Linked DNA regions of Mus musculus: all the other regions are linked to region 2. Evidence: chromatin contacts called from public HiChIP or PLAC-seq data. All regions are on one chromosome and are shown on one strand. The core of a region is the stretch at or near the end of the contact, and the rest is flanking DNA. Distances in the headings are between cores, read along the strand shown.

Region 1 (4,595 bases), core at 121-2,620, 770 kb before region 2:
TCTTCAGCATCACTTTAGTTAGGACGTTGAAACCAAGCAGAATGAACCAATTGTTCGTCAGTATCAGCTGCTCCATTTGGCAAACTCCAGCCAGAGCCATGGACAGCCACCCATGGTGATGACTGTAACAGGCCCTGGTGGTGGCTCGTTGCCACACTCAGGCCCTCCCTCAGGACGTGGCATCATTATCACAGCTTCATGCCTGTCACTCCCATTCTACAGATCATTCAGCAGAGGATCAGAGAAACAGCTTGACCTGTCCCCACCCCGCTGGTGACCTTTGCCTGGTCACCAGCGGTGGCAGGCAGCAGCGTTTGCTGTCACCTCTCCAGAGCAGATTTGACATAGAACATTTCAAACATGCACAAGCAGGGAGAGCGGTGTGCCAGATCACCTGGCCGGCTCCCGGCAGCACCGGGCCGTCTTGGATTTTTACATTTTTATGCTATGTGTTATTGTAAGGGTCAGAAAACAATGTTCAGGAGTCTCCTCTCCCACCACGCCTTTATCCACTGAGACATCCTCTTGTGCACCTTGAACTGATGTGAAGAAAATCTCTTGCATTATATGACATCATCAGTAGACTTTGGTCCTCCTGGCAGACGTATCCTAGGCTAGGGACACCCCCATCCTGCCCCTCTCTCACCCACTCTTCCAAACACCCCGGTATTTGGGCATAGATGTGGGTCATGAGACCACTTATCCTAAAGCACTGACCACTGAGTAGCTAACTGCTCTGAGTCTTCTATGCCTCTGTGCCTGGAACCTCTTCCCTCAGTCTGGCTTTTCTGGAGACAGAGACAGCTGGATATTCTGGTCTTCTGCCTGATGGGATTGTTGCTGTGAGCACAAGTCTTTCTAGACCAGGTTGGCCCTAAACTCACACTCCAGCCTTAAGTCCTGTTCATTCCTGCTTTGGGGCAGGGGAGGAGGGGAAGTCTCTGCCTGGGAAGAAAGGACTCTTTGCCCTTCCCAGTCTAAGAGCAAGAAATGCCGAAGAGACCAAAGAGAGCTAAGTAAGTGTTCTCAGTAGTTTGGCCAGAATGGAGGTGCGAGAGTGGGGTACGGGGAGGGCATACAGTACCTATTATGGCCAGCAGGTGTCACCTAAAGACTGAGCACTAAAAACCTGTGGGCAGTATGGGTAGTAACCGTGAGGTTTTCTTTCAGTTTCAATCCTACCAGACCTGGGAGAACAGAATGAAGCTTCCCTCCACTCCCGTGCAGATTTATCTTGATTGACCTGACGCTACTTGGATCGCAAGTGAAGCTTTCGTTTGAAATGTGTTTGCATCAGACCCTAGGGCCAGTCAATATTCCTGTTCTACAGACGAGGAACCTGAGGCTCTGGAAACCAAGCGGTTGCTGATGTTACACAGACACCAAAGGGCAGAGCTTGGGGTCCACAATAGGGTGTAACTCTAGTCTCCTGACTGTTCTGGACACTGTGCTGAGACATCTCCCTGCTGGCCTGGTCTTCAGGAGACCAGAGGTCACAGTTGTCCTTGGCCCTTGGGAAAAAGTAAAGGGACAAGATGCTCTAGGAGCGGCAGGAGACCTACTGTTATCTGAGGGCATCTCCCTCCAGCTCTCAAAGTCTGCTTTTCAGTGAGAGGGTTCACCTAGATCAGAGCCAAATCCCACTTACAAGAATGAACACAGACACACACACATGCTCGAGCACGCACACACACACACACATGCATGCACGCACGTGAGTCACACACGTACGCGCACTCAAATGCATGGATTGGGAAAAAAACAGCCCCAAGACTTAGATGTAAGCAGTATCCCATGGTGCTTGGGGGCATTTGCCCCAGGGGATCCTCTGTAGGTTTCTCATGTGCTTTTTAAAAAATTATTTATTTATTGTATGTATGTACATGAGTACACTGTAGTTGGCTACTCAAATCCTTGATTAAAGACCTGGGTTGATCTTGCCTTGTCTCTCACCAAGTCCCGTTCTGTTTGGTAGCGATTGATGGCGTTGTTTAATATCCCTGATCTCACTCAACCTAATAATGGGGCTTATAATGCTCATCTCACAGATGAGGAAACTGAGGCACAGGACTACGGAAGGATTTCCCTGTTACTGTCCAGCTGATGGGCTGAGACCTACCTATCACGGTCTGTTTCCACACCGCGTCCCATCTCTGCCGTGCAGGATCTGGGGGAAGGGAAGTACTAAGTCCAGATGACAGCCATGTTTCTAGACCTGCTTAGATTGGGGTGATGATGAGAGAGTCTATGCAGACAGTGACATCAGGGTTCTGCCCCATTTGGTGAAGGGTTGGGCGAGCAGGAGCTTACACATGGCCAGGAGGTTGAACTGTCATGTCCACCCCCCCCAAATGGATGGTTGTGGAGGGCAGAGTGCACCTCTCCATCTCTGGGGAGTCTACATCCCAGCTTTCCCGGCTCCTGCTGATCACATAGTCCTCAGTGAACCTTGAAACTGAGAAGCTGGTTATGTGGCGTCCCCTTGTGTCTAAGGACAGAACAGCAGCACTGGAGGCTGTGCTGAAAATTGGCCTGATTCTCTACCATTCAAAGTTGTGCTCACAGGCAAGATGCAACCTGTTCCGTCCCATCCCAATTGTGTACATATCCAACTCTGAGACCTCCCTGAAAGGACACACAGTGTCTTCCAGCCTGGGCTTCTTGCTCTCTGATATGTAGGCAGAGCTCAGGGGAGGGTTGTTTGCTGTTGCTGTGGTAAAAGACAACCGGAGACAGAAAAGGGTTTATTCAGCTTACACTTCCAGGTCACAGTCCACCCCTGAGAGAAGTCAAGGCAGGAACCTGGAGGCAGGAACTGAAGCAGAGGCCATGGAGGAGCTCTGCTTACTGGCCTGTTCCCCATGGCTTTTGCTCAGCCTGCTTTCTTATGCAGCCCAGAAATGATCCCACCCACAGTGAACTGGGCCTCCCATATCAACCAGTCATCAAGAAAATGCCACGCAGACATGCCTACAGGTCCCTCTTCCCAGATAACTCTAACTTGTGTCAAGTAGACAAAAAATTAACCAGCAACACTCCCTGAGGCACATGGGCCTAATTTCTGCCACTGCATTGCCAGAGCTGTTAGGGTCACAGCGTGGGATCTAACCCACTGGGCCACCCGTCCTCAACAGGTCTACTGACAAATGATCACAGAGGAAAGTGACTACATAGAGAGAAGGAACAAGGACATCCAGGGCCCCTCCATCTGCTCCAGAGGTCCTGACATGAAGTTAGTTCTAAATAGACAGGAAGAGGAGCAAGCCACTGATCATCAATGCTAGACTCAAGGAAACCTTTTCCCATATCCTCCTTGGTCTCAGCCTATGTGGTGGTTTGAATATGCTTGGCTGAGGGAGTGACACTATTAGGAGGTACGGCCTTGTTGGAGTCGTTTTGGCCTTGTTGGAGTGGGTATGGCTTTGTTGGAGTGGTTTTGGCCTTGTTAGAGGAAGTGTGTCACTTTAGGGATGAACAATGAGACCCTCCTCCTTACCACGTGGGAGCCAGTCTTCTCCTAGTAGCCTTCAGATGAAGATGTAGAACTCTCAGCTGCACCATGCCTGCCTGGATGCTGCCATGCTCCCACCTTGGTGATACTGGACTGAACCTCTGAATCTGTAAGTCAGTACCAATTAAACGTTGTCCTTATAAGAGTTGCCTTGGTCATGGTGTCTGTTCACAGCAGTAAAACCCTAACTGAGACAGACTAGTTGGACCACAGATCACCCCCCTCCTCCTCAAGGGAAGAAACTAAGGGCTCTGGCTGAGCGGCCAGAGACCCAACGAGTGAAGACATCTCCCCTATACCTTAGCTCAGTCTATCCCTGGGACCTGGCTATCTTGAAGGTGGGCTCATAGGGCACTGCCTCTTTGTCATCTCTGGACATCATGGTATCCTGAGAAGAGGGGCCGAGACAGAACGCTCCCAAATGATTAAGGGGAGGGGTCCAGGAAAGCTGGTAGTCTTGACTCTTAACTTGGAAATAATGCCTATCGCAGAGTCACTGGCCCAGGGTTTCAGTGGGTTTTGCTGGTTCCCAAGTGTCTTAGTTAGAATTTCTTTCTATTGTTGTGACAAAACACCATGACTAAAAAGCAAGTTGGGCAGGAAAGGGTTTATTTAACTTACACTTCCATATTGCTGTTCATCACTGAAGGAACTCAGATAGGGGACAAACCCAGGTGCAGGAGCTGATGCAAAGGCCATAGAGGGGTTCTGATTAATGGCCTGCTCCCCATGGCTTGCTCAGTCTGCTCTTATAGAACCCAGGACCACCAGCCCAGAATGACACCACCCACCATAGGCTGGGCCATCCCCACTGATCACTAATTGAGAAAATGCCTTACAGCTGGATATCACGGAGGCATTTCCTAACTAAGGCTCCTTTCTCTGCAATGACTCTAGCTTGTGTCACGTTGACACAAAACCAGCCAACACACCAAGACTCAGAGGATGAGCTGAAGGCTAATACTGGGAAAGGCCTCAAAGACACCCCACCTCAGTGAGCCTACACACCACCGACTCTGCCCCAGACCCCATGCCTGCACAGCCCTCCTTACCCCTATGCCTTCCTCTAAAGCAGCCAGTGTGG
Region 2 (4,260 bases), core at 1,675-4,174:
CAAGGGATACTTGCCTCAGTGGGCTGTCTGATGGCAGAAGGGAATGCTTGGTGGTTCGACCTCTTGGAATTCTGTGTCCTACTCTGGGCTATTCCAGACAGGAAAGACCTAGTTGGGGCTGGGGGGTGCAGTTGGAGCAAGGCCTGCTGGGTAGGGATGGAGGAGGAGGGTTGGAGGAGAGGTGTAGACTAGGTCCAGGCACACCAGACTTACTTCTCTGCAGTTTAGCTGCCAGCTTGAGCCCTGCTGTGCCACCCCTCACCCCCAGGACAGATCCTCCCATTTGGCCAAGGACTCTACTCAAACCACAACCACCTGTGGGTCAAAGAAAAACCACAGCCTTTGTATACAACAACCGGGGGCAGGGGCTGGGGAGAAGCATGTCTCAGGCATCCTTTTTCTTTTCTGCACGGGACAGCAATTTTGCAGAAAGGGAGTGGAGGAGGCATGTGGGCCCCACAGCAGGCAGCTGCCGCAGCCTGCCCCACCTCTGCCTACTCTACCTGCCCAAACTCTTGTTAGCACCCCAACCACCGTGGCTTCCTGTCTCCCCGTGGGAACATGGCATGGGGTCTGGGTGCCCACCATGCCCACGTGACTGAGCAGCTCCCGGCCACAGCTCATGTCAGCAGAGTCAGTGCCACCTGAGGATCCAACTCAGGTCAGGCTGCCCCCGTGGTCACCGTCTGCTGGGCAGTGCCTGAGATTCACAGTGTTCATAAATCTCCATGAAAGACATTTTAGATCAGAGGTAAACCCTAGCAAAGCCAACCGAGGACTGGGCTACACCCTAACAGGCCTTTGTAACGCTTTCATTTTTTGTCTTTTTTGGTGTGTTTTATATTATTGATTTTGTTTGGTTTGAAACAGGATGGATCTCACTACGGAGCCCTAGAACTCAATGTATAGGCCAAGCTGTCAGATTCACAGAGATCTCTGTCTCCTAAGTGCCGGCATCAAAGAAAGGCCTTTGCTATCATGCCCTGCTAGTTTGGTTTCTGTTTGTTTTAAAGAGAGATGGATTAAGTTTGTTTTTAACAATTTATTTATTTTATTTATATGAGTACACTGTCCCTGTCTTCAGACACACCAGAAGAGGGCATCGGATCCCATTACAGATGGTTGTGAGCCACCATGTGGTTGCTGGGATTTGAACTCAACACCTCTGGAAGACCAGTCAGTGCTCTTAACCACTGAGCCATCTCTCCAGCCTTTTTTGTTTGTTTGTTTGTTTTGTTTAAGTCTTTTTTTTTTTTTTTGGTCTTTTTTTGGTTTTTCAAGACAGGGTTTCTCTGTGTAGCCCAGGCTGTCCTGGAACTCACTTTGTAGACCAGGCTGGCCTCGAACTCAAAAATCCGCCTGCCTCTGCCTCCCAAGTGCTGGGATTAAAGGCGTTTTGTTTAAGTCTTATTTTTAAGTGTGTCTGTGTGTGGATGAGCCCGTGTGGGTCAGAGGCACTGGGCTCCCTGAAGCTGGGCTTACAGGCTGTTGTGAGGGCCTGACATGAGTGCTGGGAACTCAGGTCCTCAGAAGAGCAGTACAGACTCTCTAGAGCCATGGTTTTGCTTTTTTTTTTTTTTTTCTGGGATAAGTTCTCATAGCGCAAGCCGGTGAAGAACTAAGTGTCCCAGGTTGGCTCCAACTCACGGCCATCCTCCTGCTTTAGTCTCTTGTGCTGCACAGTCTCTTTAACCCACTAATGTCCTAGGCTCCTGTCAAATGAGATGAACACACTTCCTCCCTATTTAAGTCACTGTTTCTCAGATTTCTGTCCTGTCTGCGGCTGAGTGGCATCTTTAATGGCACCCTCTGCAGAGTGGTCCTTGTTGATCTCTAAGTTTGGGGTCAGCCTGGTCTATAGAGTAAGTTCTAGGACAAGTGAGGACTACACAGAGAAACCCTGTCTTGAAAAACAACAAACAAACAAACAAGCATAAAACAAATAAACAAAAACAAAAGAAAAAACCACAACCCCCTCCCCCCAAGCCCCACTTCCCATTAGGACCCATATGTCCATAACATTTCCAGCCAGGTGACAAGGTCTTGTCCTCTGTCTCTTTCTGTGCATGTAGGAGTGCGTGTATCAGAAGCCAGAAGTCAGCGTGAAAACTCTTTCTCAATTGCTCTCCATTTTGGTGTCTGAGGAAGGTATTCCTACAGATCCCAGAGCTCACCGACTTGACTACACTGGCGGACTAGAAATTCCCAGGGATGCTCCTGCCTCTGCCTCCTCGGCACTGCCACCACCGGCGGGGTGCTGGAGATCCAAACTTAGGTCCTGCAGCTTGTGAGGCAGGCACTCTGGGGTCTGTGCCATCACCGCAGCCCCATTTGGAGCTGTTCCGTATTCATGCCTGCCTCATCTGTGGCCAGCTGAGGCTACAGGAAGAGTTAAAAGTGCTCAGCCCTAAAAACATACAGACAAGTAGCATTCTACAAGCTGAACAGGTTGTATTTATGTATCTAAGTACACACACACACACACACACACACACACAGAGAGAGAGAGAGAGCAATAATTTATGCAAAAGAGAGGCAATGAGCCGGGCTTGGTGGAGCACGCCTTTAATCCCAGCACTCGGGAGGCAGAGGCAGGTGGATTTCTGAGTTCGAGGCCAGCCTGGTCTACAAAGAGAGTTCCAGGACAGCCAGGGCTATACAGAGAAACCTTGTCTCAAAAAACCAAACCAGAGAGAGAGGGAGAGAGAGAGAGAGAAAGAGAGAGAGAGAGAGAGAGAAGCAATGAATTTGAAATAAAGAAAGAAGGGGTGTGTATGGGAAGGCTTGGAGGGATGAAAGGAAGAAACGACACAGTGATATTATAGTCTCAAAAAATAAAAGAAATACTTTTTAAAGGCTGTGTTGTCTACATAGGCATGCCAGCAGCTGCTCCCCTGCTGGTGTAGAACAGCTACCTTCCTCACTCTTGCCTGTCAGGTGTGCCCCTGTCTCAGCCGCCTGCACTTCAAGGCCTTCTCAGGCAAGGAGCTCCTGGTTCTCTGGATGTTTGGTGATGCCACAATGACATGACTTCTTTGTCCCAGTCCTGGGGTGCTGAGGTGGTCAAGGTCATGACCCGTGACAAGATATCTATGGACAGCAAACTGTTAAACTGCCCCACGTGTCCTGCTCTGCCGTGCCCCGCTATATGTAGCCAACTAGAATGCCATTTGAAAACTAAAATCTCCCATCAGGCTGGGCGGTTTGGCCCCATTCGGCAGGAGGGGAAAGGGCCAGTGTGGCTGCAGGCTGGCCCTAAACATCAGCTTCCAGCCCGCGGAGCTGCAGGCTTCCGGTGCTGGGCGGGGCCAGAGCCGTGGGACCGCAGGCCTCGGTGGTGTGACTGATCCTCTGAACACTAATAGGAAGCCACACACCGTTCATTCTCCTAGAATAGCTACGCACCTGCAGATAAGCAGTTTCTGTTGTGGTGAGAAACAGCACAAGAGAGAGATGTAAAGGTAGGCCAGGGCCCAGCCGGTCCCGACCGTGACAATTCTTTTTTGTGGTGAAGTTTTTGTGGTCCTCACACCTCCTACTCACTTTCAATCAGTGCCACCTGCAAGCCATCGGCCACTCTGGCCACACAGACACCTATGCCGAGGGCCAGCCAAGCCTGTCCCCAGACCACTCAACTGAGATTGCTGAGGCCACTCTCACTGAGAGCCTAAGAGATAGGCCCTGGTTTGGCCTCATTTGGTCTCCATAAGTCCATTGCAGTCACTACGGTTTGTTGGGGTCTTAGTTTCCTCTTTTGCAAAGCAGGACTAATGGTAGCTCTCTTCAGAAGCTATTGTGAGACAGAAGGACTGCATGTGGCCAGCTGAGGGCGGTGCCTGTCCTGTTTATGGGTGGAGATGCTCCAGCTGGCCTCCTGCCCTATTGTGCAGCCTGTCCCTGTCGCGTGGCTGAGGAATACTCCACTGAAGCTTGAGAGAAAGTTTGACTAAGACGTGATCTATGTGCTGGCTAGTTTTATGTCAACTTGTTTCAAGCTGGGGTCATCAGGGAGGAGGGAGCCTCAGCTGAGACAATGACTCCATAAGATTGGGCTTAGATGACAATGTAGGGCATTGTCTTAATTAGTGATTAATGGGGGAGGGCCTAGCCCATTCTGGTTGGTTCCTGGTTCTATAAGAAAGCAGGCTGAGCAAGCCAGGAGGAGCAAGCCAGTAAGCAGCACCACTCCATCGCCTCTGCATCAGTTTCTGCCTCCAGGATCCTGTCCTGCTTGAGTTCCTGTCCTGACTTCCTTTGGTG
Region 3 (4,062 bases), core at 192-2,691, 540 kb before region 2:
GCCCTACCCTCCAGCTGACCCAGGCGCCTTCCCTCCTAGTCCGGCTCTCCAAGGACAGATCCACCCTGCAGGTGCTGGATGCAGCCACAGGGACCTGGGCCTCAGTCTGTTTCGACAACTTCACAGAAGCACTGGCCAAGACAGCCTGCAGACAGATGGGCTATGACAGGTACTCAATCGGGGCCATAGGAAGCTGTCACCTCACGCCAGCAACCTCTCTGCCTGCCGTCCTTCCTTCCTTCCTTCCTTCCATCCTTCCTTCCTTTGTGCCTGCCTGCCTCTCTTCTTCCTTCCCTCCCTCCCTCCTTTATTTCCTATTTCCTTTCCCTAAAAACACAGACACAGGATTTATAAAGAACCACGTTTGAATCCCAGCACTTTCATTAACAAAGAGCATAGAGATAATTCCCCAGCGTCAGTTTCCTCAGAGTTACTAATGTCAATCTTATAAGAGTTTTCTTTTCTCCCCAACTTCCTCTCCTTTGCCCTTTCGTGAGAAGTCTTCCCCAACCATAACACACACAAAAAACATTTCATATGCAAAGTCATCTAGGTTAAAATTTAGCAGGCAGGAAGGCTGGGGGTGTAGCTCTGGGGGTAGAGCACTTACCTAGCACGTGCAAAGCCCTGAGTTCTGTTCTCTGCACTTGAAAACAAAAATAGCAAGGACTAGCCTGGTTCTGTTGGGGCCATCACCAGAGGCCCAGTTCTCTCATGGAAGTGCGAAGCAGGAGTGGTAGGAAGGTATGTGAAGGGTAATTAGCATTACATATAGTTATATTCATTTGATCTTGGCAGACAGCTCAAAGCATGGTTATTATTAAATCTGTGTTAGAAGCGGGCTCTCAGAGAAGAAGCAGCTTGCTCAGGCAGAAGCTGGGAGGTAGAGGTTAGAATCTGTACCTGCTTTAACCCATTCCTGGACACCATGAGTTCTCATAGTGGTCTGTTTGTACATCGAATTCTCTCTACTCACAAGGCTTCACCAGCGAAGGAAAGGAGAGTGAGAATTGATCCCTCGAGGAGCCTACCTGAAAGGAGCCCAGGTGATCTGCTGCAGGCAGGGGTCACACTCTCCCTAGCAGTCTGCCTCAGACAGACATTGCCTGTCGATCACAGTTCTCCCCATAGATCCCTAAAGCAGCCTCAAGGTTTTGTACAGTAGATGTTCTGGGCAGCCAGAATGAATCCATATGACCTCTGTCCCTCTGACCCTTCTTTGTAAAGGTCCTGCTCTCTTCCCTCCAGAGGAGGAGAACTCCCAGCACTGTCTAGAAAAGGGACACCTGTCACCTCATTTCCAAGGACAGCATGCCCAGTACCTGCTGTCCTCTACTTCCCCTGCAGCCATCCCCTCCCCCACTGCAGTCCAGCCCACTGCAGCGTCAGCTGGACCAGATGCAGCAGGCTGTCTCAGTTATGAAACCCGGAGTTTCCTGAGGTTCTTAAAGTGGTAGACTCCCAGATTTCCTACACTTCTAGAAAGCACTGAAGCACCAGTCAGCACCACTTGGCCTCTTTCTTCAGCTCTAGGATATCAAAGTTCATTACATCACTGCCCAGGTTAGCTTTGCTGGGCGTGTTTACTGACAGCCTCCTCTCTCCTTCTGGGTCAGAACTCTCTGCTCAAATCTCTCTGCTTTCTTTCCTACCTGGATTGGAAGGAAACTTTTCTGACCTAGGAATGCAAAGCCATAGGTGGTCCAGTGTAGGAGTCAGGGACCACCTGGCTCATGCATCATTTTATGGAGAAAATTGGGACTTGGGGAGACACATAGGACAAACATGACTTGCCCATGGTCACACACCAAACTGGTGTCAAATCCGGCATATTGGAACTTAAGTCTTGGGAGCTCTGTAGACAGACTCTGGTCATCCCAGCTCCAGCACCTAGTTCATCAAGAAAGTGTTTGCAGTCCTATCTGAGTGTGGACTAGCCAGCCAGGGACATGAATTGACCCCAGATATCTATGCAAAGCTTGACCTGAGAGGACAGACTGGAGAAGAAGGGGGAAATCCAAAAGACGAAAATTTAGTGAAGAAAGAGCCAGAGAACAGAATAGTTAAGGAAGGCTTCCTGGAGGAGGAAGACTTGAATATGGAGTTTGAAAGAAGACAAACATGGATTAGCAGAAAGGAAGGGAGAGGGCGGTCCAAGTTTCAGGAAGTTCCATCCAGACTCTTATAAGAATTGATCCAGGCTTCTCCTGTCTCCAGGCCCCTTATATGGAAAACCAAATGTCCACACTCCAGTTCCCTCTGTGCTGAGACAGGAGTTCATCTGGGTCCCCTTGCTTCTTTGCTCCTGCTGATGTGACCCTAACGAGATACTGGGACATCTGAGACAGGGACAGAGCTGGGTGTGAGGAAAGCAGGCCCCTAGTCCTCTGCAGAGCTCCACTTCTGGGCCAGGAGTCCCTGCCCAGGAAAGCGAGGCCACGGCAGCCTGCCTTGATGTGGGGACTATTCCTGCTATCCAGCAAAGCCAGCCAGCCGTGCCCCACTAACCTGTGCCCCCTCCTCTGGGAGCAGGGGCTCTTTCTGCCATGTAATTCATCCTCTGCCCCAGCTCACAGTTCACTCTTCCTACCACAGCCAGCCCGCTTTCAGAGCAGTGGAGATCCGTCCAGATCAGAACCTCCCTGTTGCTCAAGTCACAGGAAACAGCCAGGAACTTCAGGTGCAGAATGGAAGCAGGTAAGCAAGAGGGGACATTCTGACCTGCAGAGGCTAACTAACACTGGGAAGTGGCTCAAGGTTGCAGCAGGGGAACACGAGCCAGACAACGGGAAGAACTAGCCAAGCAGCTCATTAAATGTCCAGGGTTTTGGGATTCCACGTTCAGGCTCAGGGGTATTTTCTGTCTGCCTTTTTCTTTAATACAGCATGCATTGTCCTGCTCAAAGGCAGAGCAATGAACAGTGACCTTCTCTCTCCCTGAACTGTCAAGATTCATGCCTTCCACAGCTCCTTCATGTTCCCTAGTGAGTTACCTGGTAGGCAAGAGCCTAAAAGTAGCTTTGTACTTTTCCATCACTTCCCCAGGCCAAAGCACCACCTTCTAACGCTCCACAGAAGGCTCTCCAGCCCTCACCTCACCACCCCACATTAGAGCACAGCTGATTCAAAACAACATTTGCTACAAAGCAGCCAAGGCTCCAGGAGAAGGCTGGCGTCTTAGCATTCAGGACGCTGGACAGAGCCTTAACACAGTAACTCAATAACTCTTTATTTTATTTTATTTTATTTTTATTTTTGTATCAAAAATTGTTTAAATTTTTTATTGGATATTTTCTTTATTTACAATACAAATATTATGTCCTTTCCCGGTTTCCCTCCCTACCAGAAACACCCTATCACATTCTCCCTCCCCCTGCTTCTATAAGGGTGTTCCTCCACCCACCCACCCACTCCCACCTCCCCTCCCTCGATTCCCCTACACTGGGAGCCTTCATAGGACCAAGGACCTCTCCTCCCACTGATGCATGACAAGGCTGTCCTCTGCTACATATGCAGCTGGAGCCAACACAGTAACTCTTGAAAAGGACCAGGTTAGAGGTAGAATCTGCAGGATTCCATCAAAATCCTGGTCTGTTTGGGAGGCCACAGTGCAGCAGGTTCTGCTCCCCACCACCACCACCTGCTGCCCAGGGTTCCAGGAGCCCAGACTGGCTTTGCATTGGGCAGGACTCCGTATATTGTAGGTACACGCACAGCAACAGCAGTGTTGCACTAAATCAAACCACACTGAGTATAATGCAGATCTACACACACCCATGGTAAAGTTTCTGGGGTTCTGCAGTGTTGGGGGATGGGGTTGAATCAGCAGTTCACAAAGGCTGAGTTCTAACCTCCCAGCCAAGGCGAAAGCAGAAGCCACAGGGCCCCGTCTTTCTCTTTCAGATCCTGCCTCTCAGGCTCCCTGGTTTCCTTGCGCTGCCTTGGTGAGTTCACCCTATCTCTGAGAGTCTGGGGCCTAGGCCAGCAATGGTCAGGAAGAAAGACCTTCATCCTTACTGCTCTGTCTCCTGGTCTCTAAGTCCCACTCTTTGGGGCCAACCT

Evidence for each region. HiChIP or PLAC-seq counts read pairs in DNA pulled down with a chosen protein or histone mark.
Region 1: a contact with region 2 is called in an H3K27ac HiChIP or PLAC-seq map of T-cell acute lymphoblastic leukemia, with 3 times the contacts expected there. The contact joins two enhancer-like sites. A contact is called at or near these places in 1 of 15 datasets of contacts at CTCF or cohesin (embryonic stem cells), 1 of 484 Hi-C or Micro-C datasets (pro-B cells) and 2 of 115 datasets of contacts at active chromatin or transcription factors (T-cell acute lymphoblastic leukemia and large pre-B cells).
Region 3: a contact with region 2 is called in an H3K27ac HiChIP or PLAC-seq map of T-cell acute lymphoblastic leukemia, with 3 times the contacts expected there. The contact joins two enhancer-like sites. A contact is called at or near these places in 2 of 115 datasets of contacts at active chromatin or transcription factors (T-cell acute lymphoblastic leukemia and large pre-B cells).

What each region holds. Positions count from the first base shown.
Region 1 is chr9:45,413,971-45,418,565 of GRCm38.p6, reverse strand. It overlaps 4833428L15Rik (RIKEN cDNA 4833428L15 gene), which reads left to right. Exons shown (of 5, transcript NR_040732.1): 5 at 1,171-1,940. Among named protein-coding and RNA genes, the nearest start is that of Fxyd2, 10 kb to the right of the region's middle. Within about 2 kb of position 1,370, at least 51 of the 459 cell types and tissues checked have an H3K27ac peak or open chromatin away from gene starts, as enhancers often do. A contact at or near this core is called in T-cell acute lymphoblastic leukemia, where this site is marked.
Region 2 is chr9:44,645,260-44,649,519 of GRCm38.p6, reverse strand. No RefSeq gene overlaps it. Among named protein-coding and RNA genes, the nearest start is that of BC049987, 25 kb to the left of the region's middle. Within about 2 kb of position 2,924, at least 107 of the 459 cell types and tissues checked have an H3K27ac peak or open chromatin away from gene starts, as enhancers often do. A contact at or near this core is called in T-cell acute lymphoblastic leukemia, where this site is marked.
Region 3 is chr9:45,179,285-45,183,346 of GRCm38.p6, reverse strand. It overlaps Tmprss4 (transmembrane protease, serine 4), which reads left to right. Exons shown (of 13, transcript NM_145403.3): 5 at 40-169; 6 at 2,596-2,697; 7 at 3,904-3,944. Among named protein-coding and RNA genes, the nearest start is that of Gm39327, 12 kb to the right of the region's middle. Within about 2 kb of position 1,441, at least 38 of the 459 cell types and tissues checked have an H3K27ac peak or open chromatin away from gene starts, as enhancers often do.